Linked DNA regions of Sus scrofa: region 2 is linked to region 1. The links are chromatin contacts, called in public Hi-C maps. All regions are on one chromosome and are shown on one strand. The core of a region is the stretch at or near the end of the contact, and the rest is flanking DNA. Distances in the headings are between cores, read along the strand shown.

Region 1 (5,990 bases), core at 2,455-4,954:
GTGGTTTGGGGAGAGGATTAAAATCTGTGGCATTTCCCTGAACTGACATGGGGAAGAGAGTGTCGGAGGAAGGAACGCATATGTGAGGTTTTAATGTTGTTGCCCATTAAGCCCCGAAAACGAAGTGTCCTAGAGCCGAAACACCTTTCTGATCACATGGTACCCATCTACAGAGGTCAGGCTGGGACAGCAGAGCGTGTGTGTGTGTGTGTGTGTGTGTGTGTGTGTGTGTTTGAACCTCTACTCAACTCAGAGATGTGCTGGTTCACCCTGATTTGGGATGAGGCACCCTTTGTTCCCACATGCAGCCTTCTGCGTCATGCGATGTCATTAGGGATTGTTATGTGCAGATATGTTGATCTGACTCCCAGCTTTCTTCTGCTGAGGACAGATCCCAGGGCATTTTCTTGTATGTCAAGACCACATGGCTCGCAGGGAATGGCATCTGTGGGGAGAGGGTGACAGCAGCCCAGAGTGCCATGTCTTACCAGGGCAGCTCAGCTGCCACCTCCTCCCCATCCGTGCCGACCCTCCTGTGATTGGCTGCCTGCGGTGGAGATACGTCACTGCCGTTTATGAAGCAGGGCTTGCCAGCGTGCCCTTGGAGAAAAACAAAAACCAGAATTTTCCTGCATGACCATTCGGTTCAGCCAACTTTGTCATGGACAAGAAGAGCGTCAGGTTGGAAGTTATAAGGCTGATCCACCTCTAGTATCAGTGGCTTTTTGAATCCCCATCTGGAGAAAGGTTGCAGCTGCGATTGGTAAAAAAAAAGCTGGGTGGAAACTTGTGGGCGGCATTGCCAGCTTCCGGCTTGTGTGTGAAGTGACTTGCAGGGGTGCCGAGAACCTGGTGCCGCCCTCCTGAAAAGCTGCCCATCTCAGTGATCCAGGGCTGCAGGGGCCCCTGCCACACGGTGGTCGTTGTCATGCCTTTCTTTTTGACCATCTTGATCTGGGACCCCAGTTCTCTTTCGGGTTCTGTGAGATAGCTTCCCCCTTTGTTCAGAGATGATTTAGAAAGCATCTCTGTAAGTGAAAACGCACTGAGTTGGTGATGGGTGGCACGAATTCCCGGTGGCGGCAGTTAGGATGCATTTTGACTTTCTCTTCAGAAACTGACTTGATGAAAAAGGGGCGGAGCCCGCATCCCCAGCCCTGGGATGCTTGGTGCCTGCCCTCCTACCCTTCGTCCCCCCTCTGGGCTGAGCTGCTGGACTTAGAAATATCAGTGAAAACTTTACTGCTGCGTGAACAATAGGATCAGGACCGGCTTTCTCTTTTCCTTCCCATATGCCCGTTCCAGATTTAAACAGAGATCATGGGGTGCAAGTGTCATGATTGGCAGCAAGGAATAAATCAAAGGTTTACTGATAATCAGCTCTGTACCTGGCACTACACTCGGTGATCTCTTTTATGGAACTGAATCCTCACAGATATCCAAGAGTTCGTGGCAGTTATATTATTCCCATTTCAAAGATGAAAAAACTGAGTCTGACAGAGGGAAAATAATGGGCCCCCAGACCCACAGCTCAGGGTAGATGAGATCCTTAGTCAGGACTCAAGCAAGCTCCTTCCTTGGCCACCGTGAAAGGATAAATATTGGAGATTTGATGCTTGAACGCGTTGTATTTCCCCCGGTGCTGAATTTCCGCGGTGCACTTTGATTTGTATGTGTCGTCTGGTTTTGTACTGAGTAGGTGGTGCAGTGAAAAAGGGAAAAAACCACACTTCTTTTTGCTTCTAACAACTCCCACTTGGATCCATCTTGGTTTCCTTTATAGTCCATGAGGTCTTTGAATCAAAGCACCTGTGCTTCACTTTTCTCAGCTTCTATCTGTATAATGGGAACAGATTTGGAAGGGAGAATAGACAAATTTGAAGCATGATGAAACCGAAATGTGAGTTTTTATCTGCATAAGGGGTCAAGGTTTGTCATACTGTAATCAGAACCAACCAAGCAACACATACACTATACAGGACATAGTCTCAGTTGTTAAGAAGCTGCATGAAACAGAGAGGGAACAGAATGGCTAAGACAGTATCAAGTGGTGTATAATACAGGGGCGGGGCTTGAAGGATGGGTGAGGGAGCGGGAGAGGAACGTGGTCGTTAGAACAGCCTGGTTTTGTCTTTGCTATTAAAGCAAATTTGCACAACATCCTTAAGTGGTTCCCTTTCTTCCTCGGACTATCAGGTCGCTCACATCGCTGCTTCTCCCTCACTTGGCGGTATTCCTGTGAACGAGTGCAAGTGTAGCCAGTAGCCTGTACCAGAGAGTATTGAGAGGCTAAGCGATTGGTAACAAAGGTTTACCCTCAGCTGCAGAGATGAGACAAGATAATGCATTTCCACTTAGCTTGTGTAGATAGCTACACCAGTGTTCAGGAAGAATTTTTCCCCCCTAAGGGATTTCATGGGAATTAGCATCAAAAGCCAAGTTAAAGAAAAATCAGCTGGGATTTTCAAAAACCTCTATCATGGGCTAAAAATAGTTAAGAGATTTGAACCATATTATAGGGGAAAAAAAATTTCCTGTGCTCAAAACCTTAATGTATTTTCAACCTACGTGTCACTTAATAGCTTGGTTATGTAATTGCTGTAGTAATAATTAGGTTAACTAACACAGGGCACCTCTTATCTGTGGGATCACGGTAGATTTTGATTTTGTAGCCATCTACCAGGAAATGATGGCCTGGCACATGACAAAGGTCTAGCTGACGAATCCGAAAATTAAATGACATGGTCCCAGTGTCAGGCTGTTCTGATGGAATCACAGGCAGAATCCAGCACGTCTGGTTCTTAAATCTTCATCATCCTTTTCACTCCTCTGGCAAAAGCAGCATTTGCCTTAAAGAGTCTGATCATCTGCAGGTACCATTATCAGATGACTTCTGATCCTTGGAAGGGAAAGCTCTTTGTTGGGGGGGGGGGTGTCCTGAGATCATTGTGGGTAAAGCAGATTCACGTGTTTTGTTTTACAGGCATCCGAGCGTTTGCTCTCATTAAGGGTTCCTCTTCTACAAGATGTATTTGTTCAGAAAAAGGAGGAACATTCAAGCCAGTGGGGTTCTCAAGTCCAGATTTTGATTCTCACCAAGAGGGGTCTCAGGCACCACCTCCCCCCGCAAGGCTTAAAACTCCCTTTCTCTTCCACCCCCACCTGTTGCTGCTTTCTGTCTGGACCTAATGTTATGCCAACGGCTGTGGCCACCCAGCTGTTACCACTCAGCTGTTGGGGTTTGTCAGGCAGTAGTTTCTCCTTTTCAAATTTACAGCACGTGGCAGTAAGATGAGACCCTCTGGCCAGTTGGGGACAACAGGATAGGGGGTGGGGGTGTCTTAGGGCACATTCCCAGGGAACTGAAAACCCCATTCGGATAGGTATGCATTTTGTTCCCGCCGCCAGGCTGGCACCAGACAAGGGGACCTGATACAGCTGGACAAATCTCGGCATCTTCAAGGGGCCACGGGGACCTTCCCTGAGAGGTGTTTTTTGGTTTGTTTTTTTTCTGAGTGCCTTCGTGTACACATCACCAGGCCAGCTTTTTTTTTTTTTTTTTCCTCCTTCCACCCTTTCTTTAGTCTTCTCCTTCCCAATTTTCATACCTTATTGATTCATTTCATGGGACAGAGTCTTCCCTCCCCCTCTCCCACCCCCGGAAGGACTCGCCCAGAGGCAGCTGTTCCCAGTGGGGACACCAGCCCTTGGTCAAGGCAAACTTGAGTTCCCTGACAGATGAGCCACCAGCTACCTCTCCACTCATGTGGGCACCTGCCTCCGCAGACACGCAGCTGTGGAGGAAAGCTTCTGGCATTGTCTGGCTTCCGTTTGAGAGAGAAAGAGGGAGCGAGAGAGAGAAGGCCGAGTGAGGGACAGTCAGGAAGGTGGCAGCGGTGTCATGGAGAAAGGAAGCAAAGGCAAAGCCAAGTCCGAGAGGGAAGCCATGAGCTGGTTGGGCTCTGGGTCCGACAGGCCCACACTTTTAACATTTCATCCCCTTGGGATGGAAGCTTCTGGAAACTCTAGAGGGGCGCCTCCTTTCCGAGCTCGAAGGTATGTATGCAAAGAACCCATCTTCCCTTAGAGGGTCTCTTCAGAAGGAAGAGAAATTCACCATCTTTGCCTTTTTGCGCTATTGAAAATAAATTCAGAAAAACCCAAGATTGAAAAAAAAAAAAAAAGCCAGTTAGCAGCTGTTCTGGGGTTGGGGTGGAGAGAGCGATGGCTGAAAATGCCTGTAAAAATGGGAAATAGGAGTTTAATAATGGCGATTTCATTTTGATGGGCGTGTGATTTTACTCAAGTCGCTTTAGGAATGTGATGACGTCACCATTCCAGAAGCTTTCCAAAAAGTGGGAGGACGGGGAGCAGAATACAATCATTTTAAATTTAGGATTGGTGATGGAAGCATTTTCTCAGGGATCTCTTTGCAGAGATGAGAAAATGTATCTTTATCATGTATCACTTAAGGGTTTGTTTTTTTTTTTTTTAAGCACAGAAAAAGGCACTGTTGTTTATTTTTGCAAGTTGCTAATGAAACTGGGGTAAGCCAAGAACAAACACATGGCCACAAAGTCAGATGCTCACCCAGGTACTTAAAATTCATGTGGATTTTCAGTTCCCGTGGATTTCAAATTTATTGGCTGGAAGTGATGCGAAACTCCCCTCCAGGGCCTGTCTTGCTCCACATGGCCCTCCGCGCATTGTTTTTGTTTTGTTTTGTTTTCACCGTGACAGCTATATTGATAAAATTTGAATTTGAAAATGTGATGGGGAGAGATGGGGGGAAAAGCGCTTTTGTGAAGGTGGCCGTGGAGGGTGGAAGTGTCCCTGGCACACCTGTAGTCGCCTGGCCCCAGCCTGCTGCTTCTAGAGATTGTGCCCCGTGACATGATGCCTAGGAATGATTTAGAAAATGGAAATGTGTCCTCAAACACACAGAGTTGTCTGCAGGAGAAGAAGACGAACTGTTTGCATATAAACATCTGCCGGAACAGAGCAGGCCCCTGTCTCTAAGTTCTGGTCTAAACTTGTGCAAAAATGTTGAAAGATCTGCAGTCAGGGTCCTGTGTGCTGGTTCACTGATGAGGAGGGAGATGGGAATAGGATTTCTCCCGTTGGAGCAGTGTGTGCACTCCCTGTATCAGTGCATTTCTGAGCGCTCTGCTTCTCTCGAGAGGTTTGTTCTGTTTTGTTTTGCTTTTTTTAAAACTGCCAGGGATAATTCAGTGCTCCGGCAGTGACCACTGGCGGAAACTCCGTTTGCGAGGAGACGGGAGGGGGGCAGGGGTGCTAAAGCAGCTCAGGGCACCCCATTGCCTCGGAAGGCCTCGTATAAAATGAGGTCATTCAGAAACTTTCCCTTGAAGTGCTTCCAATTCTTGAATGGCCTTTTGTTTGGGAAATGAATAGCAAGTTGATTAAAAAAAAAAAAAAGAAATAGACAATTAGCGAAGGTGGAGGATGGGCATAGGGAAGCCCTTAAGGGTTTTTACACCGACGCTAAAATGGTGAGAAACCTGCCTTCTTCCCAGCAGCCCAGGTCCCCAGTGATGTCAGCACAGGGAGGTGTTCCCCCCAGGTCAGGCCCAGGAGGGGCTGCCCGATGGCCTCCTCCCATCTCATTGCTGGTGAGAAGATCCTGGGCTGTAAAATAGCTTCCTTGAACCCAGCAGCCGCCCAGCGGAGCTGTCTGCAAAATAACTCCAACTGCCAAAACCTGATACCTGATGGCTTGTTATGGCATGAAAATTAAAAAAGGGGGCCCCGTGGAGTTGTTGTAGATGTTTTTTGCTTTTTTTTTTTTTCCTTCTGCCAGAGCAGTCAAATGAGAAATTTAAGCTTTTCATCAGGTGGCATTTGGTTGGTTGGTTTTGTTTTGTTTTTGTTTTGAAGCTCAAGAGCTTTTGACATTTGTATTTTTGAAAACGGCTATTGTGGAGGTGCTGTGATCATGGAAACAAAACCCTGTGGGGGTGTGTGTGTGT
Region 2 (5,990 bases), core at 1,628-4,127, 200 kb before region 1:
GCGTATGTTAGGCCTTCCTTTAGCCATGGAAGTTCGTCATGTAATTACAGGAAAGTAACTATTTACTTATTAAAACAGAATTATTTAAAAATTCTTTTAGTTGGAAGTCAGTCCCTATTCCAGAAGTCAGGAAACCTGCTGCATCTTTGTTCCCACCTAATGGTTAACAAGCTGGAGATGTTGATTGGATTGTATCACATTTCCTCTGATATGTTAAGATCTGCAACATCCTTAGACAACTGGGGAAGGTTCTTTCCCGAGATGACTTTCTATGAGTTAATGGTTTTGAAATTTTGATTGATTATTACTAAATAGATAGATGGGTAGATAGGTAGGTAAGTACATAGCTACAAAGATAGATAAATATATACTTTTTAAGTCCTTAATCATTTTACGGAATCTGGATTCCTTGCCAGAAGTTAATCCAAGAGAATTGCTCTGCCAACAAGCTTTGGAATGTAAAGTATGAGGATTTCTTCTGGGTATCTTTCTAAGGAAAGCTTTTGTTTTGTTTTTAAACATTTTTTATTTTAAAAAATTAGTCTATTTTCAGCCATGTCCACAGCATGCAGAACTTCCCAGGCCAGGGATCAACCCTTGCCATAGCAGTGACCCAAGCCACAGCAGTGACAATGCCAAATCCTTAACCTGCTAGACTCCCAGGAAACTCTCCTAAGGAAAGCTTTTAATTTTTTTATTTTTTATTATTTTTTATTATTTTTATTTTTATTTTTTGTCTTTTTGCTATTTCTTTGGGCCGCTCCCACGGCATATGGAGGTTCCCAGGCTAGGGGTCGAATCGGAGGAGCTGTAGCCACCGGCCTATGCCAGAGCCACAGCAACGCGGGATCCGAGCCGCATCTGCAACCTACACCACAGCTCACAGCAACGCCGGATCGTTAACCCACTGAGCAAGGGCAGGGATCGAACCCTCGACCTCATGGTTCCTAGTCGGATTCGCTAACCACTGCGCCACGAAAGGAACTCCCAGGAAAGCTTTTTAAATGTACCTCTGCATCTAGGCCTTCAGGCAGCCAACATCCCCAAAGATAAGGAGCAGGGGATTGGCACCCAGGTAAAGGGCACACAGGGACCCTGGCAGAGCTGAAATGGTTGACTGTTGATCCTGCAGTGGTTGATGTCTGTGGGTGTGAGGCGTGTGTTCTAAGGGAGTTCCCCAGCATTTTCAACAGTTGGTTAATCTTTGGAATGGATGTAACATCGTTTTTAACATACAAATGCATTGTCTAAAATCCAGCAGGAACAGCCTATGATCTGTTGGCCAAGTTCTGTTTCTCCCCACTGTCATTTATTTGGTATTCCATCTTATTTACTTCTTTGTCTGCATAGCATCAATATAGAAAGATGATTGAACTAAAGCCAGTCGAGGGTCAAGATACAGAAATTTCTGTTGAAAAGTTTTTTAAGACCCCTTTCTTAACCATGCATGGGTGGTATACAGTAATAAAAGTCTCTCCACTCGGATCCATGGAAGCAATTGTTTAGCCTAGGCTTGTGAAAAGATTTCCAAAGGCAGTACAAATTGTGGGCTGTTAAATGCCATGGATTTAAAAAAAAAAAAAAATGCAGGTTCAACAGGAAGATATTGTAGAATTACAGTAATAATACAAACAGTATTTATAGCAGATTGTTGGGATCTGAGTTACAATGTAATCATAGCTATTTTATACCAATAGTCTTTACTTCAATGTCAGTCTGTTTCCTGAAAGCTTAAAATATGTACATGACATAGTTCATATAATATGTCACTCCACAGTGAGGCCAAGATTGACTCCTCATTTTATGCTATTCTTCCTTGGGTCCTTGAAGGATTTGTTTTTTTAATTTAATAGGTTACAATCCACTCCCTTCTTTTTACAGAACTTCCCACTCCCGATGCCCTGTGGGAAGAACTAAGGGAAGAAAATAAAAGGACTGTGGGAGAGAAGTCAGTGGAAAACAAGCCCTCTAAACTCAAGAGGCTTTTTTTCTTTTCATTTTTTTTTCTTTTACATAGAGAATATTCAAGTAAAGAAAGTAAGAGATTTATAATTCCCATAATTTGACTAGAAAGAGCACACAAGTACATACTTCCTGTGTGTTAGTCATTTGGAGTTGCCTAGCTGCAAAACACAAATATATTGCAAAACTATTTTTTTCATTGCAATCGTCCACATCTGTCAACGAATCTACTCCCTTAATTTGTTTTTCAGTGTGTTAAAAACAATAGACGTCACCATATCACATTCCAAATTTCTGATTACTCCAGTCTTGTTCAACTCAATGTTTGATCCCCAGTCTCGCGTAAATGATGGGCTTGTCGAGGTCACATGAGAAAGAATGGCCCAAAGTAAAAGTGCTGGAAATGGGCAGTGATGTCCTAGGAGAACTTTTTTTTTTTTCCCCTGAAGCCAACAGAACAAAGAAAGAAATGTCACTCTATGCTGAGATGAATTAAATTCCCAATTGCAAATTTCAAGTATGTTAGCATTATTCTAGAACACATTGCTCCAGTGTTGACTTCTGATGCTGTAATAAGTATTTGGAGATACTTGAATAGGATCCCAGATTCCCTGGTGTTTACCTCCTCAGGGTTGGTTAAGGGTCATGGCTAACACAAAGGGGAGCAAAGGTGCTTCTGGAACAGAGTTCACAGAGCCACTTCTGTCTTCTCTGTGCCATGTGACTGATGTGCACCAGCTCTCTTACAAAGACCCTCTGCCCAAAGAAGGGATGCAATCAATCCTTAAGGGAAGTGTTGAAAGAGAATAAGGATGCAATAAGCTCAGCTTTCTTGGATGTTTCCTGTCCCCTGGGTAGGGATATTGGACAACTGTTGATTCCACCATGTACAAGGTGACTCCCTGTTACACTTGAAGCCTGACATCCACCTGGGCAACCTGTCCTGTATCAGTCACCCCGAGAAAAACTAGCATGGCGCCTGGCACCTGGTGGGTATTTAATGAGTATTTGCTGAGCAAACTACACTTGGGGAAACTTTTACGAATGGGTGCTAAGGATTTGAATGTCCTTGGCGCCTCTTTCTTGTAAGACCCAGTCATGAAGACGAGTGGGATCACCCATAGCACAAGAATCACTTTAGAAATAAGAAAGTAGTCAGTGTTCTTCTTCTGCAGTTTTACCTTGGGCCTCAACTTCTTGCACACTCCATTCTATCAGTAGAACAAAGGAGTCACCCTTTCTAGGAGTGATTGTAGCTTGGTGATAGGCAGGCCGATGAATCAGTTCAACAAAACATTCATGACCAATGAGTTGACTAAACAGCTCGTGATTCAGGGTCAAGGACCAAAGCCAATTTCAGATGATCTCCCTAGTTTCCTTCATTATCCTCTCAAAGTTATTTCTCTCTTCCCTTACGGCTTGGTTTTAAAGTGGAAATACCCATAAATAAATCGCCTCTGAAAACATGCATTCATAGCACATAGGGAAGAGAAGGTGAAATTGAAATCTAGCCTGTCACTAAATCAGTAAAGAATGAGATGCCCCCGTTATAAAAACTTGCTTTTTCAACTATCTAGGAATCACCCCAGGACACCGTTTTGGAGTTTTCCCTGCCAAGTGATTCACCTGGCAGTTTTTGAGGGCTTTGAGGCTGATACACTCACAGAAGGGCATCCGTAGATATTTTTTAATGTGAGTTCTGGGAGGCAAACATTTCAGCGAAGAGAAAAAAAATGAAAGCACCTCTTACCCTTCCTGCTTTTGAGGGTCTGTTCCATGCATAAAACTTTTGTTTGTTTAGAGAAGGGTTTGTCTTCTCTCCAAAGAGCATCATGTCTTTTCAGAATTATGGCACGTGACCCATTCTAATCAACCTGGTTAATGTAAATGAAGCAATAGCAGACACAACTCAAAACCACAAATAATTTCAAAGGGCATTCGTGCTTGGTTTTGGAATGTACATGGTATTTTTCCTTACTGATTGTGTTCATTAGACTGATGTTCAATTTGAACTCCTTTCCCCTAGCACACAGCAACTGACAGTATAAAGAAGCTGCCAAGATATCTCCTAGGGCCAGGATGAGGCCAAACCAAAAGGAAGAACTTGCTGTAAATAAGCTACAAAGTGGGCAATTAGAAGCAGGCAGCATTAGCTCATTTATTTTCATGCTGTCCCTAGAAACTAGATAGGGATGTAATCAAGGATTTTGAATCAAGAAAATCCAGAGAAATACGGGAACAAAGCTGTATTAGAAAGAGTGAGAGGTGGGTTGGGTTGTACAAGATCTCCTGGCAAATGCCGTGCCCATACCAGGCCAAGTATATTACCTGATTATAATTCTTACAACAACACGAAGTTATTATCCTCCTTTTACAGAGGATTCCAAGAATCCAAGAGGTTAATGTGCCAAGCACATACAGCTAGGGAGTGGCAGGGCTGGGAGTTATACCCAATTTTTTATTCAACCTTAAAGCCTTTCTTCCTCTTTCCAGAAGAACCAGGAAGCTCACTAGACATCTCAGATGTCACATGTAAGATAAAAATTTAGTTTTATGTGGAATATAATAAAATTATAGAATTCACTAGCAGCACAAGAGGAAACCAGATATATTTATGGTACAGATTCCTAATATAGGCAGACTGTTCAGGATGCTTTTATCCTGCTGCCTTTCTAGAAGCCTTGTCTCACTGATTAGCCAATATGTCTGCCCAGACTTGACAACTTAGAATCCTCTCTCATCTCCACTGTATCAAATCAATAACAACATTCTGTCTGTTATCTTCTTTTTCCATTTTTTGCTTCCCTTCTTTCCTTTTTTCCCCACTTTTATAGGAGGCTGGAGTATAAGTCAGGGGCGTGATGCCCAGACTATTGCACTCTGCTCCTCTCTTTGATTTGCATCTTGAAACCACCTATACCTTGTGACAAGGTTCATTTTTGAGTCCTTACCATGCCTCAGGCCTTGAACTTGTAGGAAAACCAGTTATAGCTCGATCCTTTTGGAGCTTATGATCTAGTGGTGGGGTGGGAAATAGACAAAGGCATGCAAACAAGTTCATAATTATAAGACCCTAGAGCTTTAAAGGACGTAAATAGGGTGCTGGGATAGAGAACAGGGAGGAACCTACTTAAATAAGGTGGCCTGGGAAGACCTCTCCTAAGAGGTGATATTTAAGCTGAGATGGAGCTGGTCTTGCAAAGGTCACGAGTGAGATTGCCAAGAAAGGCAACAACAGGTGAAAAGTCCCAGGACAGAAATGAACTTGTCTGGCTGCAACGTGATATGAGGTAGAACAAGTGAGCATGGGTCCAGTCCTACAAGGCCTTCTACTTCATATCAAAGAGTTTGTGTTTGGTTCCACATGAGATGGAGGCCCTTGACAATAAGGATTGTCGTATGATGAGATTTATATTTTAGGTTATGAAAGGAAGCAGGTGTGATTGAAGTGTAAAGAGAAAGCGAAAATGTGAAGCAAGGTGAAGCCAGAGGTGGAGATGGGGCAAGACCATTGCAAAGTGCATTAAATGTGGGGGCTTTATACAAGAGCCGCAGGAAGTCACAGAAGTATTTTAAATAGAAGGTGACTTGACAGGATTTGCTGTGGCAGAGAAAAAGGACTGAGGGAGACAAGAGAGGAAGTAGAAAGACCAGTAAGAAGCCTGCTTCAGGGATTCATGCAAGAGAGAACAATGGCATAGACTGGGGCAGTGGAGAAAAAGGGACACATTTAAGGTCATTAACTTTTTTACATGTACTTGTTTTTAATATTTTTTCTTTGGTAGTCAGAGCACTTATTTACTCTCTTAGCAATTTTTTTTTCAGCTTTGTAGAGATATGATTGTCATGTAACCTCGTGCAAGTGTAAGGTGTACCATGGGTTGATTTGATATACTTATGTACTGCAAAATGATTATCGCTGTAGCTGGCTCACACCTGCATCACATCATGCAATTACCATTTCTTTTTGTAGTGAGAACGTGTAAGATCTTCCCTCAGTAACTTTCAGACGTATATAAAGCAGTATT

What was found. A called contact is a pair of places that touch in the nucleus more often than the background predicts.
Region 2: a contact with region 1 is called in a Hi-C map of retroperitoneal adipose tissue, with 2.4 times the contacts expected there. The contact joins two enhancer-like sites. A contact is called at or near these places in 6 of 47 Hi-C or Micro-C datasets (alveolar macrophages, mesenteric adipose tissue, omental adipose tissue and 3 more) and 1 of 2 datasets of contacts at active chromatin or transcription factors (skeletal muscle).

What each region holds. Positions count from the first base shown.
Region 1 is chr10:60,857,390-60,863,379 of Sscrofa11.1, reverse strand. The region is part of intron 1 of CELF2 (CUGBP Elav-like family member 2); the gene reads left to right. Among named protein-coding and RNA genes, the nearest start is that of CELF2, 7.2 kb to the left of the region's middle. Within about 2 kb of position 3,704, at least 13 of the 83 cell types and tissues checked have an H3K27ac peak or open chromatin away from gene starts, as enhancers often do. A contact at or near this core is called in retroperitoneal adipose tissue and skeletal muscle, where this site is marked.
Region 2 is chr10:61,052,893-61,058,882 of Sscrofa11.1, reverse strand. It overlaps the pseudogene LOC100514677. Among named protein-coding and RNA genes, the nearest start is that of CELF2, 190 kb to the right of the region's middle. Within about 2 kb of position 2,877, at least 18 of the 83 cell types and tissues checked have an H3K27ac peak or open chromatin away from gene starts, as enhancers often do. A contact at or near this core is called in retroperitoneal adipose tissue and skeletal muscle, where this site is marked.